Linked DNA regions of Sus scrofa: all the other regions are linked to region 1. The links are chromatin contacts, called in public HiChIP or PLAC-seq and promoter capture Hi-C maps. All regions are on one chromosome and are shown on one strand. Each heading gives the region's core, a stretch centred on a gene start, on an enhancer-like site or on the middle of the called end of the contact. The rest is flanking DNA. Distances are from core to core; before and after follow the strand shown. Region 1 holds the start of XYLB (xylulose kinase). Region 2 holds the start of EXOG (nuclease EXOG, mitochondrial). Region 3 overlaps ACVR2B (activin A receptor type 2B).

Region 1 (4,573 bases), core at 893-3,392:
TCCTCAGCACCTCTGAGGCATAAGCCCTAGTTCAGACCACCTCCAAACACATTCTAATTTTCCCTTCTTCCCCTTTGTCTCCCTTCTCCACACAGCATTTTGAGTGACCTTCCTAATCTGCAAATCTGATTATGTGACTCCTCTTCTGAGCTTTGCCCTCAGGTTGTGGTACCCTTAAGGACCCCAGGAGGATAGGAGCCTTGCTAGGGACTGTGGGCAATCTGGTCAATTGATAAGAGATGCTTCAGGGCAGTCTCTACTCGGTTCCCAATCAGAGCAGGAGTTCTTTGACAGGCTCTATGCAGGGATCCAGGTTCAAGTTTGGAGGCTGATAAGCAAAAGACCAGCCTCAGGCCATTGCAACCTGGGCATCAACAACAGGAGGACAACATGGGTGGTATGGACACCTTGGGTTTTTTCTTGTTTTGGCCTCCCCTGAGGCCTGTTCAAATTCCCGGGCCAGGGATCAAATCTGCATTATAGCAGTGACCCAAGCCATAGCAGTGTCAATGTCATATCCTTAACCCACTAGGCCACCAGGAAACTGTAGGTATTAATAACTCAGAATTAAGATTTCTGTCTTTAGAGTTACCTCTGTGGCTCAGCAGCTTAAGAACCTGACTAGTTCCAAATAAGACAGCTTGGAGGGTGGGGAGATGCGCTGGGGTTTGGGCTGGAAATGCTATAAAATTTGGTTGTGCTGATTGTTGTACAACTATAAATGTAATAAAATTCATTGGGGGGGGGAAGAACCTGACTAGTATCCATGAGGATGCAGGTTTGATCCCTGGTCTCACTCAGGGGGTCAGGCATTGCTGTGAGCTGTGGTGTAGGTTGCAGAGCAGCTTGGATCCCATGTTGCTACGGCTGTGGTGAAGGCTGACAGCTGTAGCTCCGATTCGACCCCTCACCTGGGAACTTCCGTATGCCACAGGTGTAGCCCTAAATGATTTCTGTCTTTGGAGTTCCTGCTGTGGCATAGCAGTTTAAGGATCCAGCGTTGTCTCTGCACAATGGGGTTAAGGATCCTGTGGCCAGAAAAGAAAAAATTCTATCTTCATTCTTTGCCAATGGATCAGACAGTGGGTGTGTAGTCTCCTTACACAGGCAAATGGCCTCCACACCTCTGGTTTTCTCTGGAGTGAAAAGGCTGTTCTATTAAGAGAAAGGATGAGTCATCAAAATGAGGCAGATGCCATAACCCATAGAGAAAGGCACCCCTCACCAAGAGTAGGTCTCCCTCTGAGGCAGCCTGAGACAGAGCCAGTAGCCTTGGCCTTCGAGAGCCTTTTATATTTTCCCCTGGGCCTTCTCACAAGGCTCTCCAGCAAATTGTCTTGTTTACTGGTTAAACACCTAAGCTCTGGAGCCAAACTCTCTAGATTTGGGTCCAGCTCTGCCACTGACCTTGGGACCTTGGGCTAAGAGGAGGATCTGGGCTCTAAGCAGTTCAAGTTCAGCAAGAGAGATACGGGTAATCAGACCATTCCATCAGGGCTCTGCTGGGCTGGGAGCTCCCGGGAAGAGCATCTCACTTGAGTAGGTGCCGGGAGGCCATCCAGGGGACACACCAGAGGGAATAAGGGGATGAGGAGGTGTCTTCAGCTGTAGGAATTAAGGGAGTGGGTCTGATTTGGTTCTCACCCCCCGTCACCATGCATGGCACAGGTGACACCATCAACACCAGCTGATCTCAAGGACAAAAGAGCCCCAGATGGAGGGGGTGGGGGGCTCAGGCTCTGACTTTAAATACAGAGGTGAGATGTGGCACATGTCAGAGCTGGGGAATTACTCAATTTGCTGGCTCAGGACAGGGCCTGCTGGAGCCCAGTGCCTCCATCCCCAGGGCACATTTCCCTGTGTCACCACCATCAGTGGACAGCTTCTCCAGCACGAGAGACAGCCATGGCTGTCCCCAGGGCCACCAGAGAGACAGGCAAGGACAAGCTGGCTTAAAGGTGAATCCTTTGGCCAAGGCGTCCTCCGAGGGAAAGCAGACTGTTAGGGCCAAGCCTTTGCAGGGAGCACGATGGGAGGTGGGGCGAGGCGAGGCGGGATGGGGTTGGAGGGAGAGGGCTGCGTGGAGGACCCTGGTGTGAACAGCAGGCCGTGACTGAGTCGCTGCACGTCCCCCGCCCTGCCCACCGGCAGGCGGCGCCAGAGAGCCAGGCCGCGGGGTCCCAGGGTCTGGCGTCCAGCCGGGCGGGGCGAGGGGCGGGCCCTGGCGTGACCGCGTTGGAGCTTGCAGACAGTCCCGCGGCGGGAGCGACCCGTAGCCGGAACCTCCGCAGCCATGGCCGAACACTCAGCTCGCCACTGCTGCCTGGGATGGGACTTCAGCACGCAGCAGGTATCAACGCGGGCCCAGACCAGCCGGGCGTAGCCGCCCTCTTTGCAACATCGGGCGGGCTGGCGGCGTGAACCAGGCACCCGGAACCCTGGGCCACGCCACGGGCGCGCCTTTTCTAGGGCTTCCCGGCTGTGCCTGCCGGTGCCTACAGCGCGGGAGATGCGACCGTGACCCGGCCTGGACCCCCGGTCCTTCCAGAAACGGCTCCCCCACCCCCACCCCACCCCACCACCGTGTCCCCTACCCCCGCAGGACCCTGCGGGCACGTAGCTGGAAAGCTCCCAGAGGGCCCTGGGGACCAAAGGGTTCACGCCCCCTGGGCGCAGTTGGTGGAACCCAAAGAATTCAGCTACTGTAAGAGAGAGGACCAGACAGACAGGTAGGCACACAGGCAGAACCAGTGACCTAGAACTAGAACACCGCTTGAAGCCTTTTTTAAAAAGCGAAATTGGCACAGTATACACATGAACTTTGTCCCACCTGTGACAGCCATTGGTTGGCACCAGTGTGCTGGGTTAACCTGCGTGCCCAGGGCCCTACAGACAGGCAAGCTGAGGCAAAATTTGCCTTCAGATTGGGCCTGTGGTGTCCAGGGGCTCCTTCTCCTTAACTTGGGAAATTAACACAGTTGCAGTCAAACCTTTCTCTGTGAATGGATCTCCGGAGCAAGGCTGTGACCAATCCCTTACCAGAAAGCCCTGTGACCCTTGGTCAGGTTGTCTTGCTAGGCCTCATTTTCTGCATCTGTCTAAGAAAGGAGTTGTACCCTTGGGTTTGGAGGTCTGCTCCATTGGGAAGTGTCTCTGGTCCTTGGGAACAGCCCAGGGGCCTTGCCTGATCTCTCAGACCCCTGCAGGTGCGGAGCCCCAGAGACATCTCCAAACCCACCTCGTATTCCTTCTCCTCTAGGACTTTCTCAGACCTCGTTGCTTGACATAGGAACCAGCTTATCTACCTCTAGAAGAATATCCACCTCTAGAAGGCCTTGGCTCTGGCTGTTTGGAGGACAAAAATTCCCTGAGCTGCATGGGTGTTCGACTTAGCCTCAGCTTCTTCATTTTACTAAGTCTTTGGACATGTCCCCCGATGAGACCTCTGTTACCATGGTTACAGTGATGCACTCGGGCCTCAAGGAGGTCTCCAGGCAGAACCACTTTCTAGCGAGTTGAGCTACATTTGGTGATGTTCATATCCTTAGACCAGGTAGAAACTGAGGAAAATTCTGTACCTTACTTTTTTATTTTATTTTAATTAATTAATTAATTTTGTCTTTTTAGGGCTGCACCGGCACATGGAGGTTCCCAGACTAGGGGCTGAATTGGAGCTGTAGCTGTTAGACTATGCCACAACCACAGCCATGCTGGATCTGAGCGGCATCTGCAACCTACACACAGTTCACCGGGATGCCGGATCCTTAACTCACTGAGCGAGGCCAGGGATCCAACCTACATCCTCATGGATACTAGTCAGATTTGTTTCCACTGAGCCACAATGGGAACTCCCCTACCTTACTTTTTAAAATGCCTTCCAGGTAAAAGTTGTTGCTGTTGATGCAGAGCTGAATGTCTTCTATGAGGATAGTGTGCATTTTGACAGAGACCTTCCAGAATTCAGGTATGTACCTAGTGTGTAAGTATGGGGGCGGGGGTTGGGCTCCTCCCTCAACATTTTACATTTGTAAACCACACTATTCTGGCTACATCAAACTGTGGGAGGGTGGTCTTGGTGGATCTGTCAGCATCTTTCTGCGATGCCTGGGTTGTGCTCTCCTGCATTCCTTCCCATTCTGCTCACTACTTCATATACATAGCTGAGACTTTGTGCCAGCACTGTGCTGAAATTTGATACTGATCCAAAAAGAGGCATATGGTCCTTGCTCTCCCAGAGCTTCAACTGAGGGAGAGAGATTGATATTAATCAAAGACGCTCACAAAAGAATATTTGGTTGTAAACTCAGAGAAGGCCATTGAAGGAAAGGAACTATCTTCTTCATCTGTTTATTTTAAAGGAATTAGACACAAACTTGGGAGAATGGGTTAGGGAATATACCTAAGGAAGTAGTGCTTAAGCCAAGATATGAATGAGTGGGGTTAACCAGGTGATAGATGGTAGAGAGGAACGGGCATGTGCAAAGTCCCTGTGGCAAGGAGCGCTGCTCATTCATGGGACTGAAGAAGGCCATGGTGGCTGGGGAGCAAAGAGGGAGGTGGAAGCTGGGCTGGG
Region 2 (4,573 bases), core at 1,340-3,839, 100 kb after region 1:
TAATTTTAGAAATGAGTGTCAAGTTTGAAATTAGATCTGCTACGTTGGGGTTTTGCTGCTTGAACTCTGCACTGGGTCCTCAAATAAACCGATGTGAATGTAGTTTTTTCCCCTGTGTGAAGCAGCAGCCACACCCCAACAGAATAGGAGGAAAAATCTAGAACTATTTCAAGTTTTATCTTTTTGTATATGAAAATAAAATGATAATAATAATAAAACCCTGTTGTCTTTTAATCACATGCAGGGGATTGAGGTTTCTTTTCATGGGATTTAGAAATAATAGAATGGGGAGTACCCATTGTGGCGCGGTGGTTTACGAACCCAACTGGCATCCATGAGGACGAGGGTTTGATCCCTGGCCTCGCTCGGTGGGTGTGAGCTGTGGTGGAGGTCACAGATGTGGCTCAGTTCTCTAGTTGCTGTGGCTCTGGCGTAGGCCGGCAGCTATAGCTCCGATTTGACCCATAGCCTGGGAACTTCCATATGCTATGGGTGTGGCCTTAAAAGATAAAAAGAGAAATAAATAAAATCATGTTTTCCCACTTACAGGACCAGCTTGAGCACCCCCAAGAGTTCCTGTTTGTTAACTTGCAGTGTTAATAGCTGAGGGCCTAGGCTGCCAAAGGCTGCGGGATGGGCTAATCACAGGTTTCCAGTTTTGCCCTTTAGAGGCTCAGGACCTAGGTGGAGACACTGTGGGCTTTTCCTTAATGGACTGTCCTGGGACTTTCAGTTTGTTTCTTCACTGGGGTGTATCTTCCAAACCCCCAAGATCCCCGCACATACAACCCTACCCCCTACTCTCATACTTTGCAGACAACTTTGAGCAATATTTTGTAAGTGGAGCAGAGAAACCTAAAAAATAAGTTATATTCAGGACTACTGCACAATACAAACTCTGCCATTTCCAAATGTGGCTGAGTACCAGGGTGATTTGCTGAGCTATTAAAAATACAGTGATGGGGCCCCACCCCCAATCTGAATCAGCAAGCCAGTCCCCCATTTTAGGGTTCCTGACTTATCTCACTAGATGAAAACATGGTTCCCTGCTAATAAAATAATGATAGTCCCTACTAAAACAGGAAAGCCCCAGAAATCACCTCACTGCTTTCTGTAGTAACATAAAAGATTTTTCTGGCCTATGACTAATATTTACTAAGCGGAGAAACACCAGCTTTGAATCCTGGGGGAGGGGTCAGTGCCTTTTTTGTTCATTGTTTATTATAAACCTTACATAACCTGCTTGGAGCTCTTTGGAATAATTTTTTTTTTTTTTTTTTTTTTTGGCTACGACTGTGGTATGTGGAGGTTCCTGGCCAGGGTCAAACCTGAGCCAAAGCAGTGACACCACCAAATCCTTAACCACTAGGCCAGCAGGGAACTCCCTGTAGGAAATGACGGACACCATTAAACAGAAAGGGGGCTTTGCTAGAAGGATCCTGGGGGAAAGTGGTCAGCCCAGCCCTGGGTAAAGGCAGGATGTGTCTGGGCTTCTTTCAGAGGCTTAGAAGTTGGGGTCAGCATTGCAAGCTTTCACCTGTGTCTCAGCACTTGTTCCAGAGGTGCTCAGTGGGAGACTAGATGCATCTGTTGTTGTCTACTTGGAAAAAAGGCTGTGTGGGTAGTGCCACAGTTTTATGTGTCACAGCTTTGCTATCCTGAGAAAGTTCCAGATCCAAAATCCATAAAAAGAATCTGGTTGATCTGGCTCAACTAGTTAGTGTCAGAGGCCCTGAGGATTATACAAAATGACCTCATGACAGGTATTCCTAGGGGGAAGGGGCATGGGGCCATGAAACTTAAAACTACACTTCAGCTGGTTATTAGACATGGCCTCCTGCTTAAACTAAATCCAGATGGAATGCTGGAGTTTGTGCTGCAAAATTAAGAAGACCCATTTATTTGTGAGTGAGAGTGCAGAAAACAATCATCCTTCCTGGAGTTCCCTAGTGGCTCAGCAGGTTAAGGATTCAGCATTGTTACTGCTGTAGATTGAGTTGGATCTCTGGCCTGGAAACTTGTGCATGCCACAGGGCCAAAAAAATCCAATGACATAATGTCCTTCCTTTGTTGGTGAGCATTCAGCAATCTGGATTTATATTCTATCAAGATAAATAAAACAGGAGTTCCCATCATGGCTCACTGGTTAATGAACCTGACTAGTATCCATGAGGATGCAGGTGTGATCCCTGACCTTGCTCAGTGGGTTAATGACCTGGCATTGCTGTGGCTGTGGTGTAGGCTGGCAGCTGTAGCTCCAATTCGACCCCTAGCCTAGGACCCTGCATATGCCATGGGTGTGGCCTTAAAAAGACAAAAAGACAAAAACAACAAAAAAAGATAAAACCGTTGACTAAATAAAAATTTCTAACATTAGCAGCGCTTAACAACATGCCCCAGGTCCCTCCCTAAGCACTTTACATCGTTAGCCTCCCTTAATCCTCATAAGAACCCTATGGCCTAAGAGTATTATTATTATAATTATTACTATTATTTTTTGCTTTATAGGGCTGCACTAGAGCATATGGAAGTTCCCAGGCTATGGGTCAAATCAGAGCTACAGCTGCCGGTCTGCACCATAGTCACAGCAACAGCCACAAAACTCAGGATTCAAGCGGCATCTGGAATCTACACCAAGCTCAGGGCAACGTGGGATCCTTAACCCTCTGAGCGAGGCCAGGGATGGAATCCGAATCGTCATGGATACTAGTGGGGTTCGTTACCAGTGAGCCACAATGGGAACTCTTCCTATTCCTATTTTAAGAAGGAAATGGTTGGGTGGGGATCCAAAGCTCTGCATCTGGATTCAGAGTCCTCAGCCACCATGGAGTACTGTCTTGTCAAGAAACCCCTTAGGAGGTGCAAAGCTATTTTTCGAAGTTATGATTTATATACCATGTGACTTCAAAACCAAGTGTTATAAAGACATCCAATGTGGCACAGGTTTTGGAATCAGACCCGAGTTGGAATTTTGGCTCTGAAGAACTTTGTGTAAACATGTGAAAATGACTTACTACTTACCTATTAAGTGGGACTAAAGGTATTTTCTTCTTAAGACTGTACATGCACATACTGAGCCTTCAAGGCATCATGCTGTTGTTATCCGTCATCCAGCAGACCAAGGATGGAGACAGGATGCCCCTGGGCCTCCAAGTTTGTCACCAGGGGGCGCGCGAGGGCTTGGTAGGAAAGGCACGCCCTTGCGCTCCGGGAGAGGCTCAGGGCCAGGTGACTCCAGGGGGCGCATGCGTATCTTGGCCCCAGGGTAGCGATTGGCTGTCAGGTTTCCGGGGCGCGCATGCGCTACGGCGAAAGGCAGGTGCCGCGGGCAAGATGGTTGTCAAAAGTTTTGCTTCCCGCTTCCGTGGCTCCCGGCGCTTTTTGAGTGGTTTTGTGGCCGGAGCTGTCGTGGGCGCTGCAGGAGCGGGGCTTACTGCCGTGCAGTTCCTCCGGAGTCGGGACGCTGAGCCTGCGTTGGCGGTGAAAGAGCCGGACGGTGAGTGTGTGGGCCCCTAGAGCTCAGGCCCGGGTTCCTATCTCGGGTAGGAGCCAGCCGTAACCCTAGACGCGCGCGGTCTCCACTCATCCGGCCCCGGGTTGTCCGCGGTCCAGTTCCCCGGCCCGGCCCCCACTCTGCGTCGCGTCCCGCCTGCCTCCTTTGTGCACTTCCTTCCTCTGGGGATCTGCCCCCGCCCCCTTGCACCAAAGTATTAGTCTCGACATGTGTGTTTTACTATGCCCTCCCCTAGATTGTTAGTCCCATAACCGTTCGGACCGTGTCAGTTTCGTTCTCCACCATTTACTCAGCCTGGGACCTGGCAGATAATTGGCTTCCAGTAAGTACGGATGAGTGACATATATTTAGTAGTCCTCATTTTATCATTGTTCAAATGAAGAACACCTGCTAGCCTTTCTTTAAAGTATGTAAGTCCGCAGGTTATCAGGGATACCTTATATTTGACATAGTAAATGAGCTCATGCTCATCTCATCTCTTAATGTCCCCGTCGTGCTAATTTAACTTGGTCCTTCTGATACTTCGCATTTAGCAAGAGAGCTATCCTGGTGGGTTGAAACCTGCAGAGGGCATCAAGAGGATTATTTTGAAAACAGCTCTCTCTTCATTGTGTACTTGGTTTCTCTCACTAGGAAAAATTGTACTAGTTTTACCACTGCCTTGCTGCAGCACGTGTCTCTGCTTCAGTATGGGAGCATTGAAAACAGTGTGGAGGAACCATGGTCCTTTACAAATACTTAAAAGGCTGTGCTTTTGTCTCCACACTAACTTTTTTTTTTGTCTTTTTGCCATTTCTTGGGCCCTTCCCGCCGCATATGGAGGTTCCCAGACTAGGGGTCAAATTGGAGCTGTAGCTGCCAGCTTACGCCAGAGCCACAGCAACGCAGGATCCGAGCCGTGTCTGCGACCTATACCACAGCTCACGGCCGGATCGTTAACCCACTGAGCAAGGCCTCGGATCGAACCGCAATCTCATGGTTCCTAGTCGGATTCGTTAACCACTGCGCCACGACGGGAACTCCACACACTAACTCTTTAAACATAATGAGTTGGCAGGC
Region 3 (4,573 bases), core at 588-3,087, 84 kb after region 1:
AGTGTTAATTATAAATATAATGGGACTTAATTCTAGATCAAAGACAGTGTTAGGTTGATTTGAGGGGAAAAGATACAGGAAGATTTAAAATAAAAGTTGGAAGAAGATAAATTGGGAAAATACTAATTACAAGAAGTGTCATATAACATTGAGAATAAAGGCATTACCGAGCAGGAGTTCCCATTGTGGCTCAGCAGAAATGAACCTCACTAGGATCCATGAGGATACAGGTTTGATCCCCTCACTCAGCAGGTTAAGGATCCAGCATTTCCACGGGCTGTGGTGTAGGGTCGCAGACACGTCTTAGATCCGCATTGCTGTGGCTGTGGTGTAGGCTGGCAGCTGCAGCTCTGATTTGACCCCTTGCCTGGGAACCACCATATGCCCTAAAAAGAACCAAAGACAGGGGCATCACAGAACACGTGAAAGGCACGTACTCCAGAGCCAGGCTGCCTGTGTTCAAAACCTGGTTTTGACTCTTAGTAAATAACTTGGATAGAGTTACTATCTTGTGTGAAAGAAATTCAGAGATGAAATAGAGGCACATTTTTAGATTCTTTTCCTGCCTCTTGTCTGTATGTGCCATTCCATGGTCTGTATGTGCACACCTGTGTGTGTGTGTGTGTGTGTGGTGCTAGCCCACGCTCTTGCCTCCATTTCGGTTGTCTGTGGCCCCTACTACACCTGGCCAGCCTCCCTCTGGTCGTGGGAAAGGCAGTGAAGATGCTCCTCTGTGGACTGGGGAACATGGAGTCAGCATCCACATGGAGTTACAGCTCAGATACTGTCGCTGGGAGCCCTCACCTTCAGGACTCCAGGGAGTCCTCTGGTTGAGCCTGCTGGGACAGCAGGTGCTCAGCTAACTTTTGGTTAGCATCTAAAGCAGGGCCTCCCAGGAAGGGAGCGTGGTCACTGTTGCGGGGCAGGCGGTGGCTGCCTCTCTCTTGGCAGACCTGAAGGCTGGACCACGAGGAGAAGGCTGGGCTTGCCTCACTCAGCCTCGGCGGTTCCTGGGAGGGTGCACTGGTGCCAGGGGCCTGAGGGAGTGTGGGGGACACGGGCCTTGAGATGCATCCTGGTCTTGTCACTCTCCAGTGCCTGCAGAGGGAGGTAGGGGCTGCTGAGGGGCCTCCAGGTGCCAAGGGCAGAGTGCAATGACCCACTTGCTGCTGGGGTTTGTAGTACCTCTGGGAGATGTTGGCTGGGCTGGGTGCACCTCCATCCCAGAGTTCGGGGACCCCAGGGGAGGTGTGACTGCTCTAGCTCCAAACCCTCCACCAAGACTCCTTCTCTCTTTCCCCCTCCCCAGTGGATTTCCCTCTTTTCTCACCACTGGAACAAGCCCAGTGCATCCAGGGCTGATTGGCCTGGGAAACAGACCTCAAGTATCACAGCTGGTCCATGTAGCTTCATCCACCTCCTGGAATGTGGGTTCTGAGTGGAACCTGAATATGTTTTTTTGGTGGTGGTGTGTGTCCAGGAGCGGGGTTTCTCTGCTCTGAGGGCTTGGGGAACACTGGGGACTTCTTTCCACCAAGGTGTAGCCCCCTTGGAACTTAAGGACTGCCCATTGGAGACACTGCTGCTTGGATACCTGGTTCCTTTGGAGGCCAGAGGTTGGGTTGGCTGGTGCTTGGGGGTAGAGCCAGCCCCTTGCCCAAGTGTCTTTGGGCGGGGGGGGGGTGCTCAGTTTCCTCTCCTGCAGAAATGGGCAGTGGGCTAAGGTCGGGGGAGCCTGCTGTGCTTGGGGCCCTGGCTCTGTGGGTGTGGGCAGGAGCCCCATGCCTGGTAAAAGGCAGAGGGCCTTGTGGTTGGAGTGTTGCCAGAGGCTATAAATAGCTGAGTGTGTGCAGAAGAGGTATGGGGAGGGGATCCCTCTCCAGTTGGCAGCAGAGCCTGAGCTGGAGGTGGGGGGAGGCATGGTGTCTCCCAGTCTCCCCTGATCCCCCCGGGGCTCTGAATGCAAAGCTCTTGCAGGTGTGGGTGTACACACTGCCAGCTTGATGGGGTGGAGGCTTGTGTTGTGACAAGATGGCATAGGTAGCAGGGAGGGGTCTGGCTCTGATAGAACAGCAGCCGTGCCAGGCATTGTTCCAACCACTCTTTAAGTCATTTCGTTCTTGAAACAGCCAAGGCAGTAAGTACTGTTATCACCCCCTTTTTCACAAGTGGGGACACAGAGGCACAGGGTAGCTGGAGGTGTCAGCACCAGGACTTGAATGCAGTCAAGGCCACCTTTTTCTCACTTAGTCTGTAGGAGGATCTTGTCAGGTGGGGGTCTAATGTCATCCTGGACCCTTCGGTCCTACCTGGAGCCTTGAGGTTTGGGGTTCCCAGCCCTGTCCACATAGATCCTGCCCACAGTAGTGTCCAGAGGGTTCCCTGCCTGGTCATCAGCTTGCAGAGTGGAGCTAGACCAGCTTTGGACCACTCTTGATGTCTAGTGGCCTCTCTTGTTTGGGCTCCTGACGTCACATGTGGGAGCAGGGGCTTGTTGTCTGAGGGGAGATGGAAGCTCCTCTGAGGCTCGGGGGCTTGGCTTATAGGCTGAGGCTGCCCTATTGTCCCCTCCTTTCAAAATCCTGCTCTAGCCAGGAGATAACTATGTCCTTGTGTCCGACCATAGATCCTTCCTTCCGTCCTTCCATCCATCCATCTATTCCGCCTGTGTCCAGAACCAGTTCTAGCACTCGGCAGGCATGGCTTCTGCCTTCATCAACTTTACTGAGGGGAAGGCTGTTTAAAAGACAGTCCTCAAGCACATTTGCTTTGTTTCTTATGTGAGTGTTCATTACATTATTTTCTCCTAGGGATTATTTTTAGTTATATTATTTTTAGACTTCTTGAATGTCTGAAATAATCCTTTAAACAACAACAAGCAACTAGTCAAGGAAGATAAATTGGGTAAATGGAGGATGCAAAAGGCCACAGGGTTGTAGGGGTCCTGGGGACAGTGGGGCAGATTTGGGGGCCGGGACTGGGGGCTCTTTGGGAGGGCATGGTAAGAGGAATGGACTTGGTAAATGTTGGAGGCTGTGTTTGAAGGGGCAGTTGGGCTGAAGTGTTCAGCGACCTGGATGGCCCATGCACAGGGCAGAAGGGGAACGGGAGTGGGTAGGAAGTACCTACAGGGGTCTTGAGGACCAAGCCCAGCTGGGAGGATCCTCTGTTACCCTTGCTCTCCACCAGCCAGCCCCGCTTGGTGCACACATTCCCCCATGGTGATGCTGGGAGCCTTAACCTTCCTGATCCTTTACCACCTTCTCCAGTCCAGCCAGGCGCAGGTGCTGTTTGCTGGGTGCAGAAGGGACCCTGGAGGGTGCTCGTTTCCCATCAGGTCTGGTCAGGGGTGTGTGTTTTGGTGGGGGTCGGGGGACGATGACACACACTAGCATTGTCTCCCTGGAGGACTCTGGTGAGTGTGGGACAAGGCTGAGGCAGCGGCAGGAAGTGCCTTCCTAGTTTCTGAGACAGAAGGGGTGGTTCAAAATGTAGATTAAGGCCCACTCTAGTTGAATGGGTCTGGGCTGGGCCTAGAAATATGCATTTTTAGCAACACTCTCTGCTGCACCCTAATAGTGATTCTGACATGCTTTGGGGTTTGAGGGCCCCTCCATTCACTGCTGCAGGCCCACTCCCACTCAGGGGCCTCAGGAGCCAGTAAAACCCTTCCCTGTGCATCTGGCCGGGGAGTCCAGCCCTGGCCAGCCAGCCTCCCTGACATGGCCTGGGTGGCTCAGCATCTCCCTCCCCCTGGCGCAGGTTCCGGGCGTGGGGAGGCCGAGACACGGGAGTGCATCTACTACAACGCCAACTGGGAGCTGGAGCGCACCAACCAGAGTGGCCTGGAGCGCTGTGAGGGTGAGCAGGACAAGCGGCTACACTGCTACGCCTCCTGGCGCAACAGCTCAGGCACCATTGAGCTTGTGAAGAAGGGCTGCTGGCTAGACGACTTCAACTGCTACGACAGGTAGTCGGTGCCGCCAGGGCCGAGGAGGGGCTCTCCTGGGCCAGCAGGGGTGGTACCGGGTCTCTCTGAGTGCGTGTCCACCCTTGGTTAGCCCTCTTGACTTCCTGCTTTAGGGACGGTGGTTCCCCGTGGGGTTCTCTTTGGGGAGGGGTTTGGCTGGGCTGCCCCGGGGAGTCTGTGCCCCTCAACTGAGGGGCGGATGGGAAACTGTGCCTCCAGGCAGGAGTGTGTGGCCACCGAGGAGAACCCCCAGGTGTACTTCTGCTGCTGTGAAGGCAACTTCTGCAACGAGCGCTTCACCCACCTGCCTGAGGCAGGGGGCCCAGAAGGTGAGGGCCACCGGGGAGGAGACGTGGGCCAGCTGAGGTCCCGGAGCGCTCAGCTCCTGCTGGGTGGGGAGCAGCTGCAGGGCTCTCTGGTCTGGCCCTGGAGGTGTGTGGGTAGGCGGGCTGTGTGACGCCGGGCTCCATGTGTCCCCCAGTCACGTACGAGCCACCCCCGACAGCCCCCACCTTGCTCACTGTGCTGGCCTACTCGCTGCTGCCCATCGGGGGCCTCTCCCTCATAGTCCTGCTGGCCTTCTGGATGTACCGGCATCGCAAG

What was found. Promoter capture Hi-C pulls out the DNA fragments that hold promoters and counts their contacts. HiChIP or PLAC-seq counts read pairs in DNA pulled down with a chosen protein or histone mark.
Region 2: a contact with region 1 is called in an H3K27ac HiChIP or PLAC-seq map of alveolar macrophages. The contact joins the promoter of EXOG here to the promoter of XYLB in region 1. A contact is called at or near these places in 4 of 5 promoter capture datasets (fetal liver, fetal skeletal muscle, liver and 1 more), 18 of 47 Hi-C or Micro-C datasets (adipocytes, adipose tissue, alveolar macrophages and 13 more) and 2 of 2 datasets of contacts at active chromatin or transcription factors (alveolar macrophages and skeletal muscle).
Region 3: a contact with region 1 is called in a promoter capture Hi-C map of skeletal muscle, with 6 times the contacts expected there. The contact joins the enhancer-like site here to the promoter of XYLB in region 1. A contact is called at or near these places in 4 of 5 promoter capture datasets (fetal liver, fetal skeletal muscle, liver and 1 more), 22 of 47 Hi-C or Micro-C datasets (adipocytes, adipose tissue, alveolar macrophages and 14 more) and 1 of 2 datasets of contacts at active chromatin or transcription factors (skeletal muscle).

What each region holds. Positions count from the first base shown.
Region 1 is chr13:23,171,727-23,176,299 of Sscrofa11.1, forward strand. It overlaps XYLB (xylulose kinase), which reads left to right and starts at 2,143. Exons shown (of 21, transcript XM_021071667.1): 1 at 2,143-2,350; 2 at 3,882-3,964. The coding sequence starts at 2,294.
Region 2 is chr13:23,275,869-23,280,441 of Sscrofa11.1, forward strand. It overlaps EXOG (nuclease EXOG, mitochondrial), which reads left to right and starts at 2,590. Exons shown (of 11, transcript XR_001300113.2): 1 at 2,590-3,496. It also overlaps a transcript of ACVR2B not described here.
Region 3 is chr13:23,255,749-23,260,321 of Sscrofa11.1, forward strand. ACVR2B (activin A receptor type 2B) reads left to right here. Exons shown (of 11, transcript NM_001005350.2): 2 at 3,763-3,970; 3 at 4,190-4,299; 4 at 4,452-4,573. Among named protein-coding and RNA genes, the nearest start is that of ACVR2B, 20 kb to the left of the region's middle. Within about 2 kb of position 1,838, at least 4 of the 83 cell types and tissues checked have an H3K27ac peak or open chromatin away from gene starts, as enhancers often do. A contact at or near this core is called in fetal skeletal muscle and skeletal muscle, where this site is marked.